Regions from separate parts of the Pan troglodytes genome. Here region 1 is linked to region 2. Evidence: chromatin contacts called from public Hi-C data. All regions are on one chromosome and are shown on one strand. Each heading gives the region's core, a stretch centred on a gene start, on an enhancer-like site or on the middle of the called end of the contact. The rest is flanking DNA. Distances are from core to core; before and after follow the strand shown.

Region 1 (6,270 bases), core at 3,381-5,880, 170 kb before region 2:
ATTAATTTGTATTCACTAGTCTCAGCCCTTCATTTACAAGACACCTGGGGATACATGTAGAAACTTCTAATGATAGAACGTGCTTTTAATGACAACTTACCCAGTTGTATGCCTAGAGCCTTGAAATGGTGCTGGGCGAACTGTATATCAACATTTATAAAGCCCTTCACTCTTTCTTGACTAGCATTGGGACTTTCTTAATGAAAAAGATGAAAACAAAACCTAAAAACCTTGAAATGATGCTAGGTATAGATTAGGAAATAATCTGACCAAGGAGTAAAATTTAAAATCTAAAATACAAGTAATCTGGTCAAAGTCTCTCCTAGAAGCTCACTATGGTGATGACTATTCAATCTTCCATCAATTTCTAGATGGCATGAATTTTTCTCTCCTGGCCTTAACTGAAGCCCCAGGTTTAACCCCTCATGTTCCTTTTTCACACAGGACAATCCACGCATCATTCACCTATAGAACAGTACCTGTTCCCTGCTCCTACTGATCCTCTCAGACAGCAAATCTGAGTTGTTTCTCTCTTCTTCCAGTTCCATCTCCAGTTGAGACACCTTGTCCTAAGAAGGAAATCACAAACACAGTCGACTTAACTTGCACTGACCGGGATTAACAGCAAAGGCTGCCCCACAGAGAAACAATCCTAAGGGCAAATGAGAGCTGACTACCATTAGAGTTTGGAAAAACAATATATCTATTTCTTACATTGCCCAAAGCAGATATTTCTTAAACTATGTGTTTCATGACTTGTAATGTAAAATGTGTAACATAAAATGTTTATGTAGAAAACACGTAAAAGAAAAAAAACATTATCCCAAACCCTAATGCAAACACTAAGGGTATTTGAGCATGTTTCTGTCAAGTCTCTGTTTCTCCCTGTGAATCAATAACTTTAAAGAGATCTACCCAAGCCAGTGCCTGTTAAAAGACAATGTGGAAAAAACACTTGACGCTCCGGACAATCTTTTGTCTGCAAGAGCCTTGCAGGAGTCAATCTATAGCAGCCTTCTAAGCCTTCTAAGGAACAGCATGCATTTGCACGGTGCACTCCCAAACCTGCATTGGATTAACCAAAAGACAGTGCTAACCAATTCTGTTAAACTCATCATCACTTCAGAATAATAATTTGTGGTTTCTTTGTTGGCTCCTAATCTAACCTAACTGAGTGTTCAGAGAAAAACATTTCAAAGCAGCTTTGTGTATGAAGAAAAGAGGCTTCTAACACAAACCACCCCACTTAGAACTGGGGGTTGTCAGCCTTGAGCACATGTTTCTCCTGTCACCAGCCAATCTGTCATAGGTCTAAGTAAACTCAGAGCCACAAATGCTAAAAAGCAATTGGCATTCCAAGTTTTAAATGTGAACCTGCAGCATTTGTATATAAATATTGTCTCTGCAATTGCCAAAGTGGATTGACAAGCAATGGGCACCTCTATCCCTAAATATTATTCTATTTATCACAATAAAACACCCAGGATTCCTGTGAGTGACTAACTGTCTGTGAACGGCCCCCAGGTAGTGATCAAAACCTATAGGGAAGCTAGAAAACCCTCACCCAGGAGCCAAGCATCTCAAAGGCCAACTTGGATTGGAGCTGGGCCCTGCACCGAAGCGTCCTGTTTATTCAGTGGTTCCTGATGCCTCCAAGACCAGTCTCACTATAGTCAGACATCACTCAGGATCCACAAGAGCTGCATTTACATACAACAGCCACCTGAGTTTACAGAAAATGTGTGTCGTTAGGAGAGCTCTTGAGTCTTGAAAATTAATTTAAGTGCTAGTGAAGGAGCAGGCAAGACGTAGTCACAGCAAGATGGTCCTGCTAGCCGCCTCTTAGGGGACGAAACACCCCTCAAGTGCATCTCATGGTAGCAGGGTCTTCAGAGCCATTCATTTTGTAATTAATGAGAAAATAGCTAAATATTGCAAAGGGGCAAATGAAGCTTAGCTATGCCACTCCTTCTAGACCTAAGTCGGCCAAAGGAAACGATCTCTTTAGTCAGGATATAGCAGTGGAAATGACCTAACAACCCAATCACCAGCTAAAAGCACCTCTTTATAAGACTCTCTTCTTGCCTAAAAGCCATACTGCACAGAACCCAGCAGGAGTGTTAAGGGTGCCGGCCAGGGCCATTACTCCAAAGGTTCTTCCTCCACTGCCTGAAGGGGCTTTAGCTTGTTTTGAGCCAGGTTGTTTAAGGCCCTAGAATAATCAGTTTCTAGTTAAGTGGGTTGACCTTAGCTTGCCTTAAAATTACCTCCCCTAAAGAGATCAGAGACAGGACATTAGCAAAATGTACAGCAGTCCAACAAAAGAGCAATAAAACTGTAATCAGGTTATTCTGGTCTCTAAAAGAGGCCCATCTAATAAAATCTTCAATGACTTAAACAACACTCCCTAGATATAAACAGCTTCTAAGTCCCCTGGACGTTTTAAAAATTATTTCTGTTTATTTGCAAAGTTGAATCAGGAATTCCATTGATTTTGAATTTAAGCCATCTCTCCATGGCCTTGAGCACTGTCTTTTATCAAAACTTTGACAATTTTAACTTCTCTGAAAAGACTGAGACTATTTTTTAGTGTCTCTCTCAATTCCATTTTTTCAGTGTCTCTCCCTCTCTCTAAATTCTACTGGGGCGTGTGTGTGTGTGTGTGTTTCTGGGAGTTAGTTTTGCTCCTAAGAATTATTCTTTTTTAAAAGTTCAGATGGAGTGATTCTAAGGTTCTTCTTGTCAACCTCAGTGAACTGTTCACACTTAGATTCTGTTACTTCATTTACATTTTTCTAATATGTGGTGTTTTCAGCTTGTGACTAGATCACCCCCATCTGGTGAGTGCATTCAGCACTTTCTGATATGCTGTCTTGGACTATGTACATACTATGTATACGACAGTAAATTGAGCCACAGTGTGCTGCGAGCTCTGGCAAAGCCCAATAACCTATAAGGGAAAATGGGCCAGAAACAGGAAGCAAGAATGGAGAATGTGGTGTGGCAAATGAAGGACGACGATTCCTAGGAGGCTCCTCTCTGGACATGCAGCAGTCTGGTTCCTTCTAGTTAGCTGGAAGCACTGCCCCAAAGAACAAACAGAAAAGGAACTATCTGTGCCCTTAGGCAAAATCACCTAATGTCCCTGGGAATCTGTTCCATTTCCTCTCAAGACAATGAGAATGTTAGACTAAATTATATCCATCATTCCTTCTAGCTCTGATGTCCAGAGTCTATAAATGACTGGCCCCTTCCTTCAATCAAGAAATAACCTCACTAAACCCAGCTGCGGGAGAGAATAAAAACCCAAGACTTCCCAAAGGCTGAGCTGAGAGCAAAGAGGCTGCTTCTCTCGTGGCCCAGCCTCGCTCTCTGCAGGTCCCCCAGCTCACACTGTGCGGCCCACAGACCTCCATCTGCTTGACCAGTCTGCTGCGGTCATCTTTGAGGTGACTCTTGGCTTCCAGCTCATACTCCAGGTCCTTCAGCGTCTGCTCCAGAAGCTGCCTTTTTGTGAGTGCTTCATCCTGAGCTCTCTGGTAGTCCCGTAACTCTTCCTCCATCAGACGCATCTAGGAGGAGAGACAGCTGGGATGGTTTTCTGGGGTGCATCAAGGGCATAGAGACCTCCACAGACAGTGCACAGGCTGACCCCACCAAAAGGAAGATCAGCTGGACCCCCACAATATGGGAGATCAGAAGACCTTGAGGAAGTCCTACCTCCCTCTGGGCCTCACTTTCCTTTTTGTAAAAAGAGGGGCTTTTCCAGCTACAGGCAGCAACCTATTAGTTTACAAATTCTATTTGGTAGATGTTGACCAGCATTTTTTAATTAAATAGAACAGAAAAAATAGCAGAGTATTAGCAAATACTGATTTGCAAATCTTTTGTGCTAGACATTCATATATTTGTGCAGATGCGTGTATTCCTGGGTTGCAAGATATAGTTTTTTTCTGTCTTTTTTTTTGAGATGGAGTCTTGCTTTGTTGCCCAGGCTGGTGTGCAGTGGTGCGATCTTGGCTAACTGCAGCCTCCATCTCCTGAGTTCAAACAATTCTCCTGCCTCAGCCTCCCAAGTAGCTGGGATTACAGGTGCATGCCACCACACTGAGCTAATTTTTGTATTTTTAGTACAGATGGAGCTTCACCATGGTGGCCAGGCTGGTCTCGAACTTCTCAACTCAGGTGATGCCCGCCTCAGTCTCCCAAAGTATTGGGATTGCAGGCATGAGCCACCGTGCCCAGCTGAATGCAAAATGTCGTTTTTACTAGGTCATGTTAAAAACTCTCAAGAGCCCCTTAACTAAATACATGTTTCCCAGGGGGTAATTTATTGTCTACCTATATCACTGTCACCTCAAAAGAGGTTTCAACTCAGTGAAAAAGAACACACAACTGAATTAATGACCGCAAAGCAACCTACTGGCAAAAAACCTAACAACATACACAGGCACATTAGGGAAAGCCACTGCTTTGTAGAAGAACATGATTAGCTAGCTTAATTTATAACGTTGTTTTTTTTCCATCCACAAGGTGGCACTCAACTAACAGCTTTGAAGAAAGTGCAACAGACAAAACAGCTTGATTCACAAGGGCCAGTCTGTGTCTTGAACTTCTCTAGAAGCTCCCTGGGGAGACCAGCCAGCTCAGGGCACAGTAGGTCTTCCTTAAACATCTGTGTAGGCTGATCTGGTGAAGCCACAGGCTGTCTGCTTTGTTCTAAGTGTCCTACCCTCTTGGAGTTGGTACTAGTATTGAGTAGAGCTAGTCTCAGGAATAGAATACACCAGGGGGTCTGTTTCCTTAAGAGTATATGAAAGCGAATGGCCATCTCCACTACAGAATGCCACCCTTCTGCAGTGTCTGTCACAGGAGAGTTGGAAAGCCCCAGTAGTTGAGGACAGCTTTGGAGAACCCGTGGAAAAACTTGAGGAAATGTGTTCTTCTCTGGGAGGCTGACAGGAGCACCGGGCATTTCTACGAGAACAGCCTAGCCTTGAAGATGACATCACCAGATGAAGACCCACATCGGTTTTGGTGGTTACCATGACAGAAAGTACATGAAAGCACAGAATGAAAATCACCCCATGGAAAACAGTGATGGGACATTTTCTGGATACAGAGGATGTGCTATATTCCGGAGTGTTAAAAAAAAACAAAAAACAAAAACAAAAACGCTCTATGACTCAGTTTCCTCATTCACAAAATTGGGATAATTATAAAATCAGCCTTTTAAAGCTATTATGAGAATCAAATGAGATAATACCCAAAAAGAACATGAGTGTGAGGGTCAGAAAGAATGACAGGCAAATGTGCAGCCTGCGTTTCCTTCCTGTCCCCCTTCCCAATGCCCAGCGTGCCCTCCTCCACTGCTCAGCACAGCCCCACCTTCCACACCCAGCAGGTCCCTCCTAACACCCGGTAAGGGCCCCGTCATACTCAGAGCCCTTGACGAGGGCCGGCAGAAGACGAGGGCCGGCAGAAGAGATTAACTAGCATGGTGTCTGTGAACAATGTATCCTGAATCATAAGCAAGCAAACAACTTTTGAACTTCCTAGTGCTACATTTAAGTAGTTAAAATCACCCTTTGCTAAAAGAGATTTAGAAAATAAACTGAACAATGGTAATCACTAAGTCTCGATTCTCTAAAGATCATGCTTGTCAGAGGTAGAATGGGTGAAAAATGCCTATTTCTCTCAAAGCAAAGGCAGCCACTATTAGAGTACTTAGAAAGGACTCCTGTAGCTTTTGGGGTTTTTTTTAACCAAGATCTTCAACCAGCTCAATCAAAACACAAGCAGAGGGGCAGTGAACAGAGTTGAGCTTGAGTTTTTTAAGGATCCAGAGTGACCTTGGCTTGTTAATTCACTTTTGTTTTAAACAACTCCATCACTCTACCATCTTAGTCAAGGGTGGTATCTCACTGCAGTTTCCCTGCAGAATGATGAGGTGTCCATGTCTGTTGCTCACATGGAAACAGTGTCTCACAGGGCTGCATCAGTGAGAAAAATCCAGGAAGGGCCATCTTTATTTCCCTTGCAAGGAATCCTTTTTTTTTTTTTTTTTTTTTTGGAAGGACTGCTCTTTTATAAACAATACTGGTCTCCATCTGGCCTTAACTAGTCTCTCCGGACCTCAGTTTCCTTATCTAACTAGAGGATCTCTATGTTTCCTTCCAACCCAAGGATTCTATCATAAAAATCTTATATAAAACGCAACGGGAAGTACTTTTCAGGGGTCACTGTGACACTGTGATCTTTTGAAGTCAA
Region 2 (5,843 bases), core at 307-2,806:
GTAGTGTTTGCCTAATGGTGATTTTTTATTTCCCTCATTAATTATCATGATTTCCTCATTTATTATTATAAGTAATTGAAATTCTATCTAGAGAATTACTGTCCTTTCTCATCCATTTGTTTGCTTGTTTATATGAGTATGGACTCATGGATATTTATTTTATGGATTATAATACCATCATTATTTTATTGCTCAAATTGTCCCAGCTTGGCCACGGGGAGCTCTTTCAGGTTGGGTCCTGCACACTTGTGACCTGCCCCATCCTTTCATGAGCACTTCCTTACTTTCTTGCATTTCAAGATGTTCCAGGCTCTTCTTGTGTTTTCCCTGCCTAGGAGCCTGGAATCAATCACTGCTCCAGGGAGGCCTGGTTCCTTTTATTTAGAAACAAAAATCTGGGCACTGAGTGTGTTTATTGTCACTGGATGTCATTGCTTCTAGGGCCTCATAGAGAACAGAGCTTGAAATAATACATATGTATACTAAGCCATGCACATCTATATTTCTGTAACTGTATATACATAAAATGTTAAAAAACAAATTCATACTGTGATATCTCAGATTCCAATCCAGCATGACAGGGTTCATTGTAGCCCCCCTTCCTCTTATTTGTAACTTCTTTGGCGGTGAGAAACCTGGCTCTCAACATCTTTAATACATTTACAGATGACCCTTGAATAATGTGAGGGTTGGGATGCCACTCCTATGTGGAATCAAAAAACCACAGATAATTAAAAAAAAATTTTAATAGAGTCTTGCACTGTTGTCCAGGCTGGAGTGCAGTGGCACAATCATTGCTCATGGCAGCCTCAAACTCCTCAGCTTAAGCAATCCTCCTGCGTCAGCCTCCCAGTAGATAGGACTATAGGCACGCACCATGATACCTGGCTAAAAATCTACATATAACTTTTGACTCCCCATAAACTTAACTATTAATACTAATAGCATACTGTTGACTAGAAGCCTTACTGATAAGTTGATTTGCATGTATTTATTACATATTCTTAAAATACAGTTAGAGAAAATGAAATGTTCTTAAGAAAATCATAAAAAAGAGAAAATATATTTACTGTTCATTAAGTAGAAGGTGGTCATCCTAAAGGTCTTCATCCTCATCGTCTTTACACTGAGCAGGCTGAGGAGGAGAAAGAAGAGGGGTTGGTCTTGCTACCTCGAGGGTGGCAGAAGTGAAAGACAATCCTTGGATAAGTGCACCCTTGAAGTTTAAGCTTGTGTTGTTGAAGGGTCAGCTGTACCTATTTTTTCAGCTTTAGTATACACAGAAAGTAGTTGCAGAATTCCTAACCTCCACCCCCCGCCCATGAGAAGTGTATTAACCATACAGTATTTGTGTATCAAGTCAAAACCCTATTTTCCCTGGGTACTCAGGTTGGTTCTTTTCTTCCCTACCCCCTTCAGTGTGGTTATGTTATTCATCTGTATTATGGTTGGGTTCTTTTGTTTTTTTTTTTACTTTTAAGAGTCAGGGACTCACTCTGTCATTGAGGCTGGAATGTATGGAATGTAGTGGCATGATCTCAGCTCATTGCAGCCTCAATCTCCTAGGCTTAAGTGATCCTCTCGCCTCAGTCCCTGAGTAGCTAGGACTGCAGGCATGCGCCACCATGCCTGGCTAATTTTGTATTTTTTGTAGAGACGGGATTTTGCTATGTTCCCCAGGCTGGTCTCAAACTCCTGGGCTCAGGCAATCTGCCCACCTCGGCCTCCCAAAGTGCTAGGATTACCTGTGTGAGCCACCATGCCCAGCCTGGTTGGGTTTATTTGTAATTGGGTTCCATTTGGGGCTCCCAAACATCTTAATTTTTTAAAATTTACATTCAGTAAAATTCACTCTCCGTAGTTTGCAGTTCTATGAGTTTTGACAATGTAGAGTCATGTATCTACACCACAGTCATGCAACAGAACAGCTGCATCAGCACCCAAAATCCCTCATACAGCTTAATCAACCCCCCCACACCTCCTATTTTTGGCAACCACTGATCTGGTTTTTGTCCTTATAGTTTTGCCTTTTCCAGAATGTCATATAAGTGGATTTGAGTATGTAGACTTTGGGGTCTGGCTTCTCTCACTTAGCAGAATACATCCATTGTACTCTACAGGTCACAATCCACTGTTATTATTTCTCTTATTGCTCAGATTCCCTAGGTTTGGCTGTTTTGAGCCCTTTCAGGCTGGCTCCTGTGATCTTCTGACATGTTCTCACCATTTTTCTAGCATTTCCTTACTTCCAGGCACCATAAACTGGTTCAGGATCATCTTACACTTTCCCTTTCCCAGCCCTGGAGTCCTCACCCCATTTTTCCAAGGAGTGGTGGAGACCTTGAGAATCCCCCTCCAGTGGGCGAAACAGCCCACTCCAGAGAAGGCATGGAGAGAAACTCACTTATCCACTGGAGAGTACAAGAGAGGAGAGAGAGGAAATAGCTCGTCTCATCAGAAGATGTCCAGGTATAGGGATTAAATGCAGATGGGTAGTTAATATGTAATTCAAGCTGATGGTGGCGCATATCAATGCTGACACCATTAAGCATCTATAGCTTCTGTGATTCCCAGCAAGATTTCCAAACAGCATTAGGCATAAAAGGCTAGTCAAGGTTTCCAAATACCATGCCAAGCCTAGGAGGCCCCCTTCCATCTTGATATGTAGTCTCATTGCCTTTATACCAACTGTCCCCCCACCTCCCTGCCATTAATAGCCACAAGAGTGAAGCTACATTCATGGACTGAACCCCCACCAAGTCGGTCAATTACCTCAGTTGAGAACCCTCTTGATTTCTCCCTAAAAATTGTGTTTAAAACTTGTTTTTAAAATATTTTTTGACACCCCTTTGCTAAAGCAGTTTGTGTCAGGGGCAGCTGTGACAGTCACCTGGGGTTGCTACGGGAACGGTGTCCATGGATTGCAAGCGACACCTGGCTAGCGGTGGGCAGCTGGCGAGCTACATGGAAGGAGGGCTGTTTTTCCTTTGAAAGTAGAACATTTCTTCCTTCAGGTTGTGAACAGTTAGCCACGGGGGGTGGGATTTTACTTAGGAAAGAGAGGCTGCTGTGGGACTGGGCACCCACTTGCCATGGCGGCTGGGAAGGGAGAGGAGTCAGCAAAAACTGGCTGGGACTAACGTTCCGAGGACGCACTGGCTCAAGCTGCCCTTTACCAGCTAAGGCCAATGACTGTGGGTGAGGCAGGGAAACCAAGGGGAGCCCGGGGGTGAAGGATTGCAGTGGGGGTCAGGGAAACTGCAGGTAGGAGGAACTACACTGGGTGCCTCGGTTCCTGTTAGAGCTCCCTCCCTGCCCAGGGCCAACACCAGAGACCAGATCCCTGACCTGAACTACAGTCCCACTGCTGTACCCAGATGCCCTTGCAGTCATTCATAGTCACTTTGGGTGAATTGCATTTGTCAGTCGGACTGATCCCCACGTGTTCCTGCATTCCAGGCATAACGCAGAAGCCACTGCTCCCAAGAGCCTGCCCCTATGTGGCAGGCACTGGTTTGCATGAGACTCACGTGCCTGGGTCATTATAATAAGCCCCACTAAGATGGGACTCAGGTCAATGAGGACAGAGCATCTTGTAGTATAACAAGTAAGGGTTTATGGATGTTGGTCTTTAGATACTAAAAAATAATTGTTTTTGTAAATAGCAAAGGCAAAGGCAAGAGTAGCCAGTGTTAGCTAAGGCAGTGGAGTGGTTCTCAACCCGGGCTGCACATCAGCGTCACCTGGGGAACTGTTTCAGCCCAGTGATTCTGTGGCTCTAGAGTGCAGCCTGGCTTGGATTTTTAAATACTCCCCTCGAGTGATTCTTAATGGGTGGCCAAAATAGAGAACTCCTACTCTAAAGTAGAATAACCTCTAAGCTAAAGAAAATTTGGACCCCATGAGTATAACAGATACTATCATACCTTGGAGGTAGCATGCCATAATGTGGTCCAGTTCTTTATTAGACGAAAGTTTCCTCGAAGCTGAATCTGCATTTACACACATTATATCACCCTCTGGAAACAGAAGTAAGAGTCAGGAAAGCAGATTTCCCCATAAGTACTTCTTATACTTCCAGTGTAGCTCACCCGTTAGATAGAAACACAAGGCTTCATTTTCTCTTTGCATTGATTTGGTGATTGTCCCTGGTCATTGAATAGGGGACCTTAGGGGCCACACACTGCTACGAGGAAAAGCAGCATTCACAGTCAAAGCTCTGTGAGACCAGCATTACAGGCCCCAGGGATGTCCCAGCGTGTGACCCTGAGCAAAACTGTGTAGCAGTTTTGCTCCCACACTTCATGGCTGAGAATAAGAAGGAGAGGTTTCCTACGGTTGGAGGTTCTGGGCAGCAACGTCTACCATGACCTCCGCAGTGAACCTATAGGCAGGGAGCCCCAGAGAGAGGGTGAGAGCAGAGTCAGTGAGGGCCTGGGGTGCTAATTAATCACCTTAGCATTGGCGAATGATGGTATTAGACTAAGAATGAGACCAGTCAGAGAGAGGAGAGTCAGGAGATCTGGCGATGGCTCCAGTGGTAACACATCTGAGAGTCACTTCAAAAGTCACCCACCCTTGAGGTCATCAACTGCCTTAAGAGACATGGGAACATAGTCACTGAAAGTGAAGGGACCCACCTATGGTCGCACAGCCAGATAGGGGCCTGGAGAGAGCAGATGTCTGCTGCTTCATCTCAGTCAGTCCTGTTCATTCTGAAAATGCTTCCGAGCACCGGGCATAGAGCCAGCTTGTGCTCCACACTGGGGACGTAGTGGAGAACCCCGTCTTCAAGGAGGTCACCGTCAGCTTACACACCCTGCACTGCTTTCCCATGCCTGCCGTAACCGATTACCACAAAGCTACTAGCTTAAAAGAGCACACATTTATTATCTTACAGCTCCGTAGTCCAGGAGTCCAACACGAGGCTCACTGGGGCCAAAATCAAGGTGTCAGCAGGGGTGCATTCCTTTCTGGAAGCTCCTGGGAGAGCCAATTTCCTTCCCTCCTGAGGCCCCCACATTCCTACCACACGGCCCCCTTCCTCCATCTTAAAGGCCAGCAACGCCGGGCGGGTCCTTCTCACACAGCAACACTCTGGACTCCTCTGCTGCCTCCTCGTCCACTATTAAGGACCTTGATGATGATATTGGCCCCACCTGGATAATCCAGGCTCATTTCCCTGTATTAAAGTCAGCTGATTAGCAACCTTCATTCCATCTGTTAACTTCACTCCCCTTGGCTGTGTAACAACACACTTACAGGTTGCAGGGATGGGGACCTAGACATCCTTGGGGACCATTATTGTGCCTACCACAGTTCCTGTGAGACTTCATGACCACCTGGTTGTGGTGGGAGAAAGGCTGGGAATCCAAAAGCTCAGCAGAGCTGAACTAGATGTCGGAAGAAGAAAACTCCCCCCAGGCGATCATCCCAGGATGGAACCTTTGTGCAGTAAACACAGCAGCTGGAGAAAGGCGGTCTAGACATCAAGGATTTGTGTGCGCCAACCTCACCTGATCACGCACAGACTGTGTTTGCCGGAAAGTGGAAATGTTATGCACGGTCTGGGAGACCAAGTTCTCTCCCAGGGCCAGAGGCATAGTGTCTGGAATGAGCCAGAAGTTTAAAAGCTAACCTGTTATGAAATCAGCCAAGAGCAGAAAGGGCAAAGCTTCCTGGTCCTGCCCCGACCCCACGCCCGCTTGCATAACTCTAGGCAAGCAACTGAGAGGGTTTAGAGACCCCAGAGGACCTCCCAGTTCCAGCCAGCAGGAGGACGGTCACAGAAACTCCAACCCGAGAGGATGTATTTGGACTGGAAATAGTCTCCCAACTGGTCA

What was found. Hi-C and Micro-C count contacts between places; a contact is called where the count stands out from the background.
Region 1: a contact with region 2 is called in a Hi-C map of stem cell-derived neural progenitor cells, with 3 times the contacts expected there. The contact joins two enhancer-like sites. A contact is called at or near these places in 5 of 7 Hi-C or Micro-C datasets (blood, induced pluripotent stem cells, a lymphoblastoid cell line and 1 more) and 1 of 1 other capture datasets (stem cell-derived neural stem cells).

Annotation. Positions count from the first base shown.
Region 1 is chr16:49,537,696-49,543,965 of NHGRI_mPanTro3-v2.0_pri, reverse strand. CGNL1 (cingulin like 1) reads right to left here. Exons shown (of 18, transcript XM_054666969.1): 12 at 3,411-3,572; 13 at 480-569. Among named protein-coding and RNA genes, the nearest start is that of MYZAP, 63 kb to the left of the region's middle. Within about 2 kb of position 4,630, at least 2 of the 24 cell types and tissues checked have an H3K27ac peak or open chromatin away from gene starts, as enhancers often do. A contact at or near this core is called in stem cell-derived neural progenitor cells, where this site is marked.
Region 2 is chr16:49,364,259-49,370,101 of NHGRI_mPanTro3-v2.0_pri, reverse strand. No RefSeq gene overlaps it. Among named protein-coding and RNA genes, the nearest start is that of CGNL1, 21 kb to the left of the region's middle. Within about 2 kb of position 1,556, at least 5 of the 24 cell types and tissues checked have an H3K27ac peak or open chromatin away from gene starts, as enhancers often do. A contact at or near this core is called in stem cell-derived neural progenitor cells, where this site is marked.